Linked DNA regions of Sus scrofa: all the other regions are linked to region 1. The links are chromatin contacts, called in public HiChIP or PLAC-seq and promoter capture Hi-C maps. All regions are on one chromosome and are shown on one strand. The core of a region is the stretch at or near the end of the contact, and the rest is flanking DNA. Distances in the headings are between cores, read along the strand shown.

The links. Promoter capture Hi-C pulls out the DNA fragments that hold promoters and counts their contacts. HiChIP or PLAC-seq counts read pairs in DNA pulled down with a chosen protein or histone mark.
Region 2: a promoter capture Hi-C map of fetal liver shows a contact between it and region 1, with 3 times the contacts expected there. The contact joins the promoter of MED4 here to the promoter of RB1 in region 1. A contact is called at or near these places in 3 of 5 promoter capture datasets (fetal liver, fetal skeletal muscle and liver), 1 of 47 Hi-C or Micro-C datasets (skeletal muscle) and 2 of 2 datasets of contacts at active chromatin or transcription factors (alveolar macrophages and skeletal muscle).
Region 3: an H3K27ac HiChIP or PLAC-seq map of alveolar macrophages shows a contact between it and region 1. The contact joins the promoter of RCBTB2 here to the promoter of RB1 in region 1. A contact is called at or near these places in 1 of 5 promoter capture datasets (fetal liver), 2 of 47 Hi-C or Micro-C datasets (mesenteric adipose tissue and subcutaneous adipose tissue) and 2 of 2 datasets of contacts at active chromatin or transcription factors (alveolar macrophages and skeletal muscle).

What each region holds. Positions count from the first base shown.
Region 1 is chr11:19,316,379-19,320,769 of Sscrofa11.1, forward strand. RB1 (RB transcriptional corepressor 1) reads right to left here and starts at 1,264. Exons shown (of 27, transcript NM_001285967.1): 1 at 963-1,264. The coding sequence starts at 1,126.
Region 2 is chr11:19,548,836-19,553,277 of Sscrofa11.1, forward strand. MED4 (mediator of RNA polymerase II transcription subunit 4) reads left to right here and starts at 3,023. Exons shown (of 7, transcript XM_013978727.2): 1 at 3,023-3,198. The coding sequence starts at 3,071. It overlaps LOC110255811 (a long non-coding RNA gene), which reads left to right. Exons shown (of 3, transcript XR_002336671.1): 3 at 726-1,131.
Region 3 is chr11:19,079,877-19,084,492 of Sscrofa11.1, forward strand. It overlaps RCBTB2 (RCC1 and BTB domain-containing protein 2), which reads left to right and starts at 1,965. Exons shown (of 18, transcript XM_021065333.1): 1 at 1,965-2,102. LOC106510651 (a long non-coding RNA gene) reads right to left here. Exons shown (of 3, transcript XR_002336553.1): 2 at 1,790-3,229.

The sequences.
Region 1 (4,391 bases), core at 14-2,513:
CGCTGAAATTTAGAATCCACCTGGGGGGAAAATTAATTTTATGTGAGCACAAGAACACTAATCTTGTTCCCAAACAAATACAAAAGAGACACCAAGATCCTTGCTGGCTCAAAGCCAAAAGGCAAAATGGAAGAAAAAAAGAGGCAGCCTGAAGCAGACTATCATGCAAGAAGAGTTTTATGCAACAAGAAAAATGAGAACGTTCAGAAACTTCGAAGCTCTTGAGCTAAATGTCTCACAAAACTTTTACCGATACAACAAGTTCCTCTTAGAGAGCTATGTTCCACCAGTCACTACCGAAGGCTTAGAACTCAAAGCACTCTTTACAAGGGAACCCCGAAAAGCACCCCAGCCGAGCTCCCGGAGGGGCAACTGCCACCCAGAACCCTGCACTTCACGTCCGGTGGCATCTCTGCAGCAGTATCCAAGGTTTTCCTGGCTGGCCTCTCCCAGGACTGGGCTTCAGATGAGTCGCACGCCCAGAGGAAAACACTTCCAAATGTTGCACCGCGGGAGACCAAAACAGAAAGTCGAAAGACCACCGGAGGACTACAAATCTCAAATGGGGAAAAACCTCTCCAGCAATCTAGTCTTTCTTTTCTTTTTTTCTTTCTTCTGCATTTGATGGGGTCTGCAAACGACCCGCCGCCTGCGAGGCTCCCGTCTCGCGGAGGAAAGGCGGCACCTGTCACTTCGCTCAGCGACCCGAGCCCCACCCGCTCGACACCTGTCAAGCGGGAGCCGAAACCCCTCCCGGCCGCCCTCCCCTCGTTCCCGACCCCAGACCCCTGTCAGCCTCCTCCCGGCGCTCCGCCGCCGCGGGGGGCCGGGGAGGACCCTCCTCCCGCCGGGACCCGGCCCGGGCGGAGACGCGCCCCCGCCTAGACGCCGCGGCGCCCGCCGACGCACCCCCGGGGCGCCCTTCCCGCGCGCTGGCCGCCGCGACGGGTCGGCTCGCTCACCTGACCAGAGGCAGGTCCTCGGGGCCGCTGTCCTGCTCGGGGTCCTCCTCAGGCTGCGGTGGCGGCGGTGGCGGCGGCGGCGGCGGCGGCGGCGGGGGCTCCGCAGCAGCAGCGGCGGCGGCGGCGGCGGCGGCGGCTGCTCTCCGGGGGGTTTTGGGCGGCATGACGCCCTCCCAGGGCCGGTGCCGGCGAGCGCTGAAGGAGGGCCGGGGCAGGAGGACACGCGCACGTCAGGGCACGCCCCGTCCTCTCCCGACTCCCGTTACAAAAATAATTTGAACGTCCCCTGAGAAAAACCGGACGAGCCCTCCCCCGCCCGGCAACCGAGCGCCGCGTCCAACCGCGGGAAAACGTCACTTCCGCCCGCGGCGTCACGTCCGCGAGGCTCCCGGGCCCGCTGGCGTTTGGAGGGCACCGGGGCGCCGAGCGGGGCGCGGGGCGAGGGCGCGCGGTCGGGCGGGGAACCCGGGCCTGGAGATCCAGGCGCGCTCCCTGAGGCAGCCGCCGCCGCCTGAACCTGCCTCGCGCCGAAACTCGCCCCTCCAGGCTTGGGTGCCGGTAACCGGGCGCTACCCAGCCTGGTGGGTGAGAGCGGGCCCCACCTCAATCTGCGGGTGGATCTGGGGCCCGGCTCGAGCCCGCGGGGAATATCGGGCGAGCGCACCCTGGGCCGGCACGCCCCTCTCCTCCGCGGGCGTCGCCCTCGCTTTCGCCCGCCCTCCTCCCGCCCAATCCGTTAAGCGAATCGGCCAAAACAAAAACACTTCTGGAATGCCTGTTAGGAGCTGAGTTTGGCCAACCCCTAGGAGATCCCAAGGAGGGGACAATGACTGGCCTTTTAGAGCTCTTTTTAGGGAAAGGGGTGGGAGCTGTGAGCAAAGAACTGATTATCGGGTGCTAAGTGTTTTAATCGCGCTGTGAAAACTGAAGCCACGGTTGAAATGTTTAAGGGACTTCTTCCGAGGAGCAGTAGCATTTGAATGGAAGTTAGCCAGACAGACCTAACATTTAAGGAGGGCTTACTATATGTATAAAGAATTGTTCTGGCCATTTTACATAATTATCTTACTTAATCCTCACCAACATCCCCTTAAACTGAGTCGTAGTCGAATTCTACTTTCCAGTGCGGAAAACAGGTGCAGAGGAGTTAATTAATTTGCCTGATACTACAGAGATGATAGGTGGTAGAGGATTTGAACACAGATATATTTGACTCGACTTGTCCATTACATTATGTTAAAGAAATACCAAGAAAAGAGAAACAGCTTGTGCAAAGGCACAAAGACATCAGAGAAGAGTTTGCCGGAATTGCAACCATTAAACATTGGCTTAGAAACTGTCTCTTTTGTCTCTTGATATTTACTTATAATAAGAGATTGTCTTGTTTGAGAACATGTTTTTCCCTCATTGGCAAATGCTGTGTGTTGCCATGTCAAAGCTTCCCAGCTGAGGTGCTGTGAATAAAATACAGCTGTGCTCTTGAGGCGAATCCCCTCATCTTTGGAACAGCTGAGCAGGGCTGAAGCATGAGGCGCCCTCAGGCAAGTCATAGCTCTTGGTTTTATCCCGATGAGTCATACGAAGGATTACCATTTTTTTGTTAACCAGGGCATGTGCCAGAATGTGAAAAAAGGATTGGCCTAGTCAACAGCCAGTCTTGCCTCAGTTCGGAAACTCTCTGTCGGGGGCCAGAAGTTTATCAGGAGGTAGAGTTCATGCCCAGGCAGATCCATAGAGAGCAAATGGCACCAAAGTGGTAATTCCATTCACCTCGCCCAGGATTAGTGTAGTCAGGAGCACAGAAGGCAGTTTTGGTCTTTGCAAGATCAGAGATAGTCTGCTGGGAGCCTGCTAAAATGAGATACAAGGATGACACAGTTCCTCTATTTCTTTTTTCTTTCTGCTTTTTTTTTTTTTTTGCTTTTGAGGTCCACACGCTCAGCATATGGAGGTTCCTAGGCCAGGGTTCAAATCAGAGCTACAGTTGCCGGCCGACCCCACAGCCACAGCAATGCAGACTCCGAGGCACATATGTGACCTACACCACAGCTCACGGCAACGCCAGATCCTTAACCCCCTGAGTGAGGCCAGGGATCGAACCGAAAACCTCATAGTTCCTAGTCAGATTCATTTCCGCTGCACCACTACAGGAACTCCCACAGGCCCTCTATTTCTTAACTATTTTGAGACTGTGACACTGGTAATTGCTTCAGCCATCGTGACTTAAGGCAAGCAAGCTGACCGGAGGATGAGGCTGATATGCTAAAGATGGTACAGCAGGAATATCAGAAAATTTGGGTTCTTGGTGACACAACTGAGCCTCCGATTTGAATAGCCCTGGAGCTGACCTCAACAGAGCTGGAGATTTCAGGTGTTGCCACCAAAAAGCATCAAACTGATAATATTTCTCTAATGAGCCCCTTTGAGAGAGCAACCAAGCATCTATATAGACCCAGTACCTAGCATGGTACACACAGAAAATGCTTGTTAGCTAAAACTGAGGAGGAAAAGGAAGCAAAAGAAAGTTCTAGAAACTATATGTAGTTATGACTTGCTTTATTTAAACCCAGTTTATCACCACCTGGGTTTACCACAATTATGATAGTTCAAAAAGAGATTTCTCAATTTACAAAAGGATGTTTCTTTTCTCTTGCCTTTTTTTTTTTTTTTTTTTTTTTTTCCTGCTTTTTAGGGCTGCACCCACAGCACACGGAAGTTCCCAGCCTAGGGGTCCAATCGGAGCTCCATCTGCCGGCCACAGCCACAGCAAGGCCGGATCCGAGCTGCATCTGCAACCAACACCACAGCTCATGGCAACGCTGGATCCTTAACCCACTGAGAGGCCAGGGATCAAACCTGAGTTCTCATGGATGCTAGTTGGAATTTTTTCCCCTGTACCACAACAGGAACTCCTAAAAGGATGTGTTTCTTTACCATGGATTGCTTTAACTAGTTTCCTACTGCATTTAAAGTCCTTACAAAACTCAAGAGCAAGAGAGTCAATCAAAGTCCTGACATTCCCCCGACAGCTTTCTGTTGCACTGCCAGAGAAGTGTTACAAATTCTCCAGATTCTTAAAAGTTTCTCCTGCTCTTCCTTCACCTGCATAATAGTTTTAAGATTACTGTAAGACTGAAAAAAATCTTTCTTGGATTTTCAGTATGGAAATAGAACTCTCTTCAGTTTGAAGCCCCTTCAGTGAAATCAATTTTTTGGGTGTTTTTTTGTTTTGTTTTTTTGTTTTAATTTTATGGCCATACCCATGGCATATGGAAGTTCCCAGCCCAGGGATTGAATCAGAGAGGCAGCTATGACCTACGCCATGGCTGCAGCAACCCATTTGGCTGGGTGGGGGAATCGAACCTGCACCTCTGCAGCAACCCCAGCCTCTGCGGTTGGATTCTGAACCCACTGTGCCACGGCAGAAAC
Region 2 (4,442 bases), core at 1,773-4,272, 230 kb after region 1:
TGTATATATATATATATATATATATATACATATACACCACATCTTCTTAATCCATTCATCTGTCGATGGACATTTAGGTTGTTTCCATGTCTTGGCTATTGTGAATAGTGATGCAATGAACATACAGGTGCATGTGTCTCTTTCAAGGAAAGTTTTATCTGGATACATGCCCAAGAGTGGGATTACTGGGTCATATAGTGGTTCTATATTTAGTAGTTTTCTGAGGTACCTCCATGCTGTTTTCCATAGTGGTCATACCAACTTACATTCCTGCCACCAGTGTAGGAGGGTTCCCTTTTCTCCATACCCTCTCCAGTATTTATTTGTTGACTTGTTAATGACAGCCATTCTGACTGGTGTGAGGTGGTACCTCACTGTGGTTTTGATTTGCATTTCACTAAGAATCAGTGATGTTGAGAATTTTGTCATGTGCTTGTTGGCCATTTGTATATCTTCTTTGGAGAAATGTCTGTTCAGGTCTTCTGTCCATTTTTCAGTTGGGTTGTTTGTTTGTTTGTTTGTTTGTTTTCCTGTTGAGTTGTATAAGTTGTTTGTATATTTTAGAGATTAAGCCCTTGTCAGTTGCATTGTTCGAAACTATTTTCTCCAATCCCATAGGTTGTCTTTTTGTTTTTTTTAATGGTTTCCTTTGCTGTGCAGAAGCTTGTCTGTTTGATTAGGTTCCATTGGTTTATTTTTGCTTTTATCTGTTTTCTTTTTTTTAGTGCCTGACTACTGGAAGAGAAATGCTTGAGTTTGATTCTTCACCCACCTTTGATGGAAACTGACTTGGAACATACTTTGGGAACTGGCTAGGGGAAGGAGCTTCAGAACAGAGGCTTGGAGGACATAGTATTTCATGGAGTTCTTGTGGTGCAATGGGTTAAGAATCTGACTACAGTAGCTCACGTCATGTGGAGGCACAGGTTAAACAATCCCTAGCCCTGTGCAGTAGGTTAAAGGATCGAGCGTTGCTGCAGCTGTGGGGTAGATCTCAGTTGCTGCTCAGGTTCAGTGCCTGGCCTGGGAACTTCCATGTGCCGTCAGTGTGGCCATAAAATTAAAAAATGAAAAATAGTGTTTCTTGAGTTATAAGGTACCAGGGCCAATGCCCACTACTGCACTGCTGAATATTCCTTTTTTTTTTTTTTTTTTTTTTTTTCTTTTTGCCATTTTTCTTGGGCCGCTCCCGCGGCATATGGAGGTTCCCAGGCTCGGGGTCGAATCGGAGCTGTAGCCGCCAGCCTATGCCAGAGCCACAGCAACGTGGGATCCAAACCGCATCTGCCACCTACACCACAGCTCATGGCAATGCCAGATCCTTAACCCACTGAGCGAGGCCAGGGATCGAACCCGCAACCTCATGGTTCCTAGTCGGATTCGTCAACCACTGAGCCACCATGGGAACTCCTGAATATTCCATTTTTTGGTTGAAGATGCCATAAATATTTGAAGTTGCTTTTAAGAATCTTTGGGAGGGAGTTCCTGTCATGGTGCAGCAGAAATGAATCCAACTAGGAACCATGAGGTTGCAGGTTTGATCCCTGGCCTTGCTCAGTGGGTTAAGAATCTGGTGTTGTCGTGAGATGATGTGTAGGTGGCAGACGCAGCTCGAATCTGATGTGGTATAGGCTGGCAGTTACCAATTGGACCCCTAGCCTGGGAGCCTCCATATGCCATGGGTGCGGCCCTAAAAAGCAAAGAAAAAAAAAAAAAAGAATCTTCAGGAGACTATGGACAGAAATCATTGAAAATAAGATTTTACCAATTAGAGGCAAAACTATAGATAACTACAGTTTGTTTTCAGTTTCTGATGATTTCAGCACCTCTGTCAACAACAAATCCAATAATAGTTATTGGGACTCACCGTGTTTCAGACAGTATTCTGAGACTGGGGCTAGGTCTTTGAGAAGTTCCAAGAGACTCTGCCCTCATGGAGTTTATATCCTAGTGGAGGAGACAATTAGCAGAGCACACATCAACTGACTTAGGTGAAATGTTAGAAGATGACAAATGCTGTAGGAAAAAATGAAGAGCTGGGTAAAGGTGGCGGAAGGTGGAGGTGAGACGGCAGTTGTAAACAAGGTGGCCAGGGTGGGGGTCCCGAAGAAAGTGCAGTTTGTGTCCCAAGAGCAGATGGCCTTGTGACTTTCTGGGGGGCAACCCATGAAGGCAGGGAGAACAGCAGTGCCAATGCCCTAAGGCAGGAGCGTCCTGGTGCTTGAGAACCAGAATGACTGGAGCCGAATGAATGAAGGGGTGTGACTACAGAAAGGCCAGAGGATGCTGGTGTTGGTAGCACAACAATATGAATATACCTAATTCCAGTGAATTGTACACTTACACACCATTAACACAGTAATTTTATGCTGAATGCATGTGACCACAGAAAAAAAAAATTAAAGAAAATAAGGATTACATTTCCTGTCCTAAAGAGCTCACAGCCTCCCTGAGAGCCCGAACAGAGGGTGGAAATAGCATTATGGGAACGCAGACTAAACAGCGATAAATCCGGTAGGTCCCCGGCCCATTGCTCAAAGACACTGACACAAGATGCAGGCCATTATGTAATTCCCACAAATGCCCTTGAGCAGGAGTTCCCACTGTGGCACAGCCCAACACTATTAGGGGCATCTCTGCAGCACTGGGACGCGGGTTTGATCCCCAGCTGGCACAGTGGGTTAAAGGATCCAGCGATTGGTAGGTCACAAATGTATCTGGGATTTGATCCTTGGCCCAGGAACTCCGTATGCCCGCGAGGCGGCCAAAAAAAAGGAAAAAACAAACAAACAAACTCCACTGAGCAGCTGCTTGAATAAGCTAAGGTGCTGGAAACCTGACCGCGTTGGGCCCCCAGTTCTGGGTTTGGCCCTCGCTCGCGGGTTGGACCCAAGAAGCCCTCACTAGCCCAGCAGATGGCGCCGGCGCCTGCAAGACACCTCCAGGCGCGCAGGGGGCGCTCTGGCCCAGGCTCTCTACCTCGCCTCTGTGACCCTTCCTTCCGCCCGCGGACCGACACTCTTCCTTAGAGCGCAGCTGCGCACGCGCCGGCTGTTAGTGTGTCGGGAGGATGGCGGCGTCTTCGAGCGGCGAGAAGGAGAAGGAGCGGTCGGGCGGCGGCGGTTTGGGAGCGGCGAGCGGCAACAGCACTCGCGAGCGGCTGCTTTCTGCGCTGGAAGACCTAGAGGTCTTGTCCAGGTGAGGCCGTCGCCTGGGGGCCTGGCTGGAGCTGGGCCGGGAGCATTGACTCAGGCTGGTTCCTGGGTCTCGGCGGGGAGGGCCGCACTCCGGGACTGCGGCGCGCGCTTCGGAGGCAGTGCGCGAGGGTCGTGGACGTAGGCCCGCAACCCTCGGGGACTCGCCGGCATTCCCGCCCCACCCCCATAGAGGACATTTTAATACTGCCAGTGACTCTGGAACCCCAGACTCTCAGAATCGTAGGGACCTTAGAGGTCGCCGGGAGAGTCGCTTCGTCCACCGGCCTTCGACAGACATGTAAGGAGCTCCTCCCGCCGGTCCCGCGCTGGGAGACGGTCCTGAGGGAGACTAGATACTGACGTAGACGAGCCCAGTGTCCGGGGTAGACAGACGTGTAAACAGTAACTGTGGCGCGGAGCCTGTTTGGATTGGAGGCTGCTGCAGCAGGGGCGCTAGGCGTCTGTCCCCCTTGTCGTCAGGGCAGGCTCCCTGGAGAAACGAATGCACTCTCTAGAGGAAGTTAATTCAGACTCTTTAGCTTAGAATGTCCAGCAAGGGCATTCATCCTGTTAATCCATCCTGTTGTCGCTGCACTTCTCAGCCCTCCAGTAATATCCTTTATTCCAGCCTCGGTGAACTGCTTCCCAGCTTCCTTTTCTTCAGTGCGTTTCCACTCCACCTCCAACCTGATTCATTTATCCTCCAGAATCCTGTTCAAGTGTCCCTTTTTCTGTAATCAACATTCTAAATCTTACTATATACAGGCACACCTTGTTACACTTTATTGCACTTTGCACATATTGCATTTTTTACAAATTGAAGGTTTGTGACAACCATGTGTCAATCAGGTCTGTTGGTACCATTTTTCCGTCAGCATTATTTTTAAATTAATGCTGTTTTCTTTAATGTATAATTGTTTTTTAGACATAATGCCATGGCACACTTAATAGACTACGGTATAGTGTAAACATAACTTTTATATGCACTGAAAAACCAAAAACTGAGTCACTTTATTGTGGTAGTCACATCATTGCATTGATGTGGAAAACTGAACCTGAAGTATCTCTGAGGTATGTCTGTAATTGTATTATCTGATCTACTAATAATTACATTTTTATCTTTGCTGTGAGTTCAGGCCTTGCCATACATGGCAAGCATTACTTACCAGATTCCTTGGTCAATGTGATACCAAATGATGTTTTAATATACTAAGTAACCTGATGCTAAAAATGTAAAAACACATA
Region 3 (4,616 bases), core at 715-3,214, 240 kb before region 1:
CTATTGCTTTCGTCTTCCTGGTGAGTCACATAACTTATTAAAAGCATCTCAGTGCCAGGGCAAGCTTGGGTGACTTGATAGTTGATGAAACAGATGGAAGTTTTTTAAAATTAAGTGAAGGCTCATATGGCCTTATGTTCACATTCCTTTAGCCACCTTCCCTTACAGTTCAAACGCTTACATTAATACCCTTAAATAATGCAAACGATTTGGGTTAGGATACAGAGCAACTAGAGGAATGGAACTGATCATTGGAAACCTTAACAAATACTTAGGGAAAAGATGACTCTCGGTACTCTGTGAAACTGGGGAGTGTTAGAGCAAGGAGAGACTTTTGGGGATTATCTAGCAGAATCCTTTTACCTTATAGAGGAGGAAGCTGGGGGCCAGAGAGGTCTGGCAACTCATGTAAGCCCAGCTATTAGCTGCTGGGAAAACAAATTTTGGCCTAGTGTTTTTCCATTAAATCATTGATTTATATTACCTTTGGACATTTAGACGAAAAAGAAATACCTTTGTTAATTAAATTGCATCCTTATTAAATACATAGTGCTGGCATACACAACTCCTAGAAAGAGCGGGGCAAAGGGCACACAGCTGTAGGCCTTAAGCACTGATTTCTGGGAGCATTTAGGCACATTTAAGTTCAATGAGGGATTCAGAAGAAACCCAAGTTCAACATTTTCTGACTTCAATGCAGAATAGATTACACTGGAAACCATTTGGGCCAACAGAGAAGGCAGTCAGGTATTGCCAGGAACAAACATGTTTTCTGCCCATTGCTCTTGGTGTCAGCTATCTCGAGATACTGCTGAAAAGGAGAGGGAGAGCTACAGAAAGGATTCAAGGCCAAGAGACCACTGCAGTTAAGAGACCCGTCATTCTGGATAGAGATGGGAAATGGCATCGCCTAATACCTAAGTTACTAGAGAGGGCAGAATAGTGGTCGAGAGCCCTTGCTTTGCATCCTCTGTTTCCTAGTTTCAACCTACACCCATTGTGTTATATTAATCTTACCCATTTTCTCCCACATTATTCTGCTACCGTCAGACTCTTCCTCTTATTTCAGGTAAAGAACCATTTGAAATCATTTTGATTTTCTCCATACTTTGCCCAAGTTTGGGCATATAGAAAGCCATTAATTTGTGTATCATGGTTTTAAATTCGGTATCAATTATTTTGAGGCAGAATATTAACTCAGGTAGTCAGTGCAGGAGCATGGGCTTTGATGTACTCTTTGGTATGGCCATCGATCAACATTTGTGGCTTAAGGGCTCCAGGGACTAACATCCCCACAGGCCTTGTTTACTATAGGGAGTGTACCTACGCCCAGATGGATATTAATCCCTAATCCCCTGCGACTCAGTTTGAGGGATGAAAAGGACAAAGAAACTACGAGACTTACGGGACATTTCCACCCTTAAGACTCTATTGGACAAGGACTGACATAGGTAACTAAGCAAGGCCAATGGGAGAAGAGCACATCTCTCTGGACCCCACGTTGGTCCCTCTTTAAGGGATAAAAAACCCCTATAGGACAATAGAGAAAGGGGGCTCTTCTCCCCGCTCCCAGCAACCCTGGGAGCCATCTGCTTTCCTTTAATAAAAACTTTGCTTGCATGCTGCCTGTGTGTTCGCGGAGTTCATTCTTCGACCGCCGTGAACAAGAACCCAGATTCCTGTACCATCTTTCCAGCATCAATTTAGTTGATCTGGAGAAACTGTACCAAGTTTGGGTTTGCAATTCGGAACCGTGAAAATGACACCGTGGCAGAATAGAAACCTGCACCTGGAATCTCCCATGTTGGCTAAATGTGAAGCCATGCTCCTTGTGAATAATTGCGTGTGTGGCTCAGACTCAGTTCTCACTGCCTCGTAGTGAATCTCATCTATGTTTTCTCTTTCTCTTACTTCCAGGTCAGTGGCGCTTCCTGCAGAGAAGGCATTAAAATGTCTCAGGTCCGAGTACATCACTTCTTTCAGGTAACAGCAAACATGAACCACTGTTCAACATAAACTCTACTTGCATTAGATTTGGTTGCTGAATTACCAGCATCATCATGGATTTGCTTTCAACAGCAGATTTGCGTGATATCCAGTGGGTACGTAAATCCATTTCGGTGAACACCCACTGAGCACCTTCACTGAGCTCACTGTTCTGACAGGCACTGCAGAAAATACAGTCTCTTCAGGCAATAGAATCTAGTTTATTTAAGCCTGTCATGTTGTTATAATTTAGATATATTACCTGTAGTTTTCTCAGTTTACTTTGTGTTTCTCTATCTCTGAAAACAGAGCAGTAAGTGGTGCAGTGGCTGCTTAGTTAATTTTTTTATTCACCCTAATCTGCGTGAGAGTTTGTAAATTCACCAGTTCACATGCTAATTTGTTATGGATCTGCATTATTTAATTAAAATAAACCTGAAAATAGTAATATTAATATTATCACTATAACTGATAATGATTAATAATGTTGACTAAACATTATTATGACCTTATTTATTTTGTAAATTAAATATCTCTGTAAACAGTGGAACCCTAAAAAAAAAATCCCAAGTACTCTGGGTCAGATTGTTGAAATTTGAGAGGAATGAATAAGCCTGGATTATCTGCACTAACCTTTTAAAAAATCAAGGTACTTGGAGGAGAGACAAAATTATAATGTGCTTGAAGCAAATTATTAGATTAATCCTGGTTGATGCAAAGATTGTCCTCGCTTGTGAAGCCACCTGTCTCCATTTGAAGATGCTGACATCAAAAGTGAAACAGCATATGCTGAGTGCCCACAACGCTCCAGGCAGTGAAGAGGAAACCAAAATGAAAGGGCCTACTTCAGTGAGCTGATAATTACAGGGGAAGTAATGGGGAGGGCATTTTAGGGGAGAAATAAATAGAAATAACAAGATAATATTGAGCAAGAAGAAATTTGGGGATGAGGTCAGGAAAATAATTCCTATCAAACTTCTCAGTATAATCACAGGAGCTATTACGCTGTAGAATGTGGTTGGGGCTGTTAGTATTGACCACAGTACTCACCATTCCTTGGGCAGTGGAGAGTGCGGGTCTGCGTGGTAGGCAGATGGAACAGATAGACTTAAGAGCTCTATCTCTTCATTTCCACAAGGCTGTGCGTAATACGAATTCCAAGAACAGAAGTTCTAAACTGCTTCATCATCAAAGTGCTGCCTGACCACATCCATGTAGGTGTGTCTTCTTTGCAACTCTACTCCTTTAATTAAAGAAGATGATTCTTAATATAAATGACTCAGTTGAAAAAACCCTAAAACCAAGAAGGTCCTGTTTATTGTTTGTTAGTTGGGAGGGAGCATGTGTATCTGTCTTCCTGTTGTGGCTCAGTGGAAATGAAACTGACTAGTATCCATGAGGATGTGGGTTCGATCCTTGGCCTCGCTCAGTGGGTTAAGGATCTGGCATTGCCATGAGCTGTGGTGTAGATCACAGACGAGGCTCGGATCCTGCATTGCTGTGGCTGTGATGTAGGCCAGCAGCTGCAGCTCCAATTCAACCCCTAGCCTAGGAACCCCCATATGCCACAGGTGAGGCCCTAAAAAGCAAAAAAAAGTAATTCACAAGATAAGTTTATCCTTTATTGTGTGTGATTATTTGTTTATCTTGTAACTGGGTGCAAAAAAAATCAGGTAAAGGATAAAGAATGGAACTTTAGGAGTTCTAGTCGTGACGCAGCAGAAACGAATCCACCTGGTAACCATGAAGTTTCAGGTTCGATCCTTGGCCTCGCTCAGTGGGTTGAGGATCCGGTGTTGCCATGAGTTGTGATATAGGTCACAGATGCAGCTCGGATCTGATGTGGCTGTGGCTGTGGCTCTGGCGCAGGCAGGCAGCTGTAGCTCTGATTTGACCCCTAGCCTGGGAACTTCCATATGCTGCAAATGTGGCCATAAAAAAAAAAAAAAAAAAAAAGAAGAAGAAGAAGAAGAAAGAAGAAACTTTAGTAGAAAAATTAAAGAAATTTAGATTATTTAGTAATCTAGTTTAATTGACTTTATAATTAAAGTAATTGTAGATTCACATGCCATTATAACAAGTAATACAGAAAGTACCTTCTATCAAGTTTCCCTCAATGGACACACTTTGCAAAAGTTTATGTTATTTATTTATTTATTTTGTCTTTTTATGGCCGCACTCGTGGCACATGGAGGTTCCCAGGCCAGGGGTTGAAACAGAGCTGTAGCTGCTGGCCTACACCACAGCCACAGCAACACCAGATCTGAGCCACATCTGTGACCTATACCACAGCTCTCGGCAATGCTGGATCCTTAACCCACTGAGTGAGGCCAGGGATCAAACCTGAAACCTCATGGATGCTAGTCAGATTGATTTCCACTGAGCCACGATGGGAACTTCTGCAAAAGTTTAGTTAAGTATCACAACCAGTCCACTGATCTTATTCATTTTCCCCAGATTAGCATGTACACTTTTGTGTGTACTTCATTCTATGCAGTTTTATCACATATGTAGATTCATGTATCTGTCACTACAGTCAACACATAGAACATTCCATCACCACAAGGATCTTTTGTAACATCCACCTCTTCCATCCCCCCATTCTTTTTTTTTTTTTTTTTGTCTTTTTG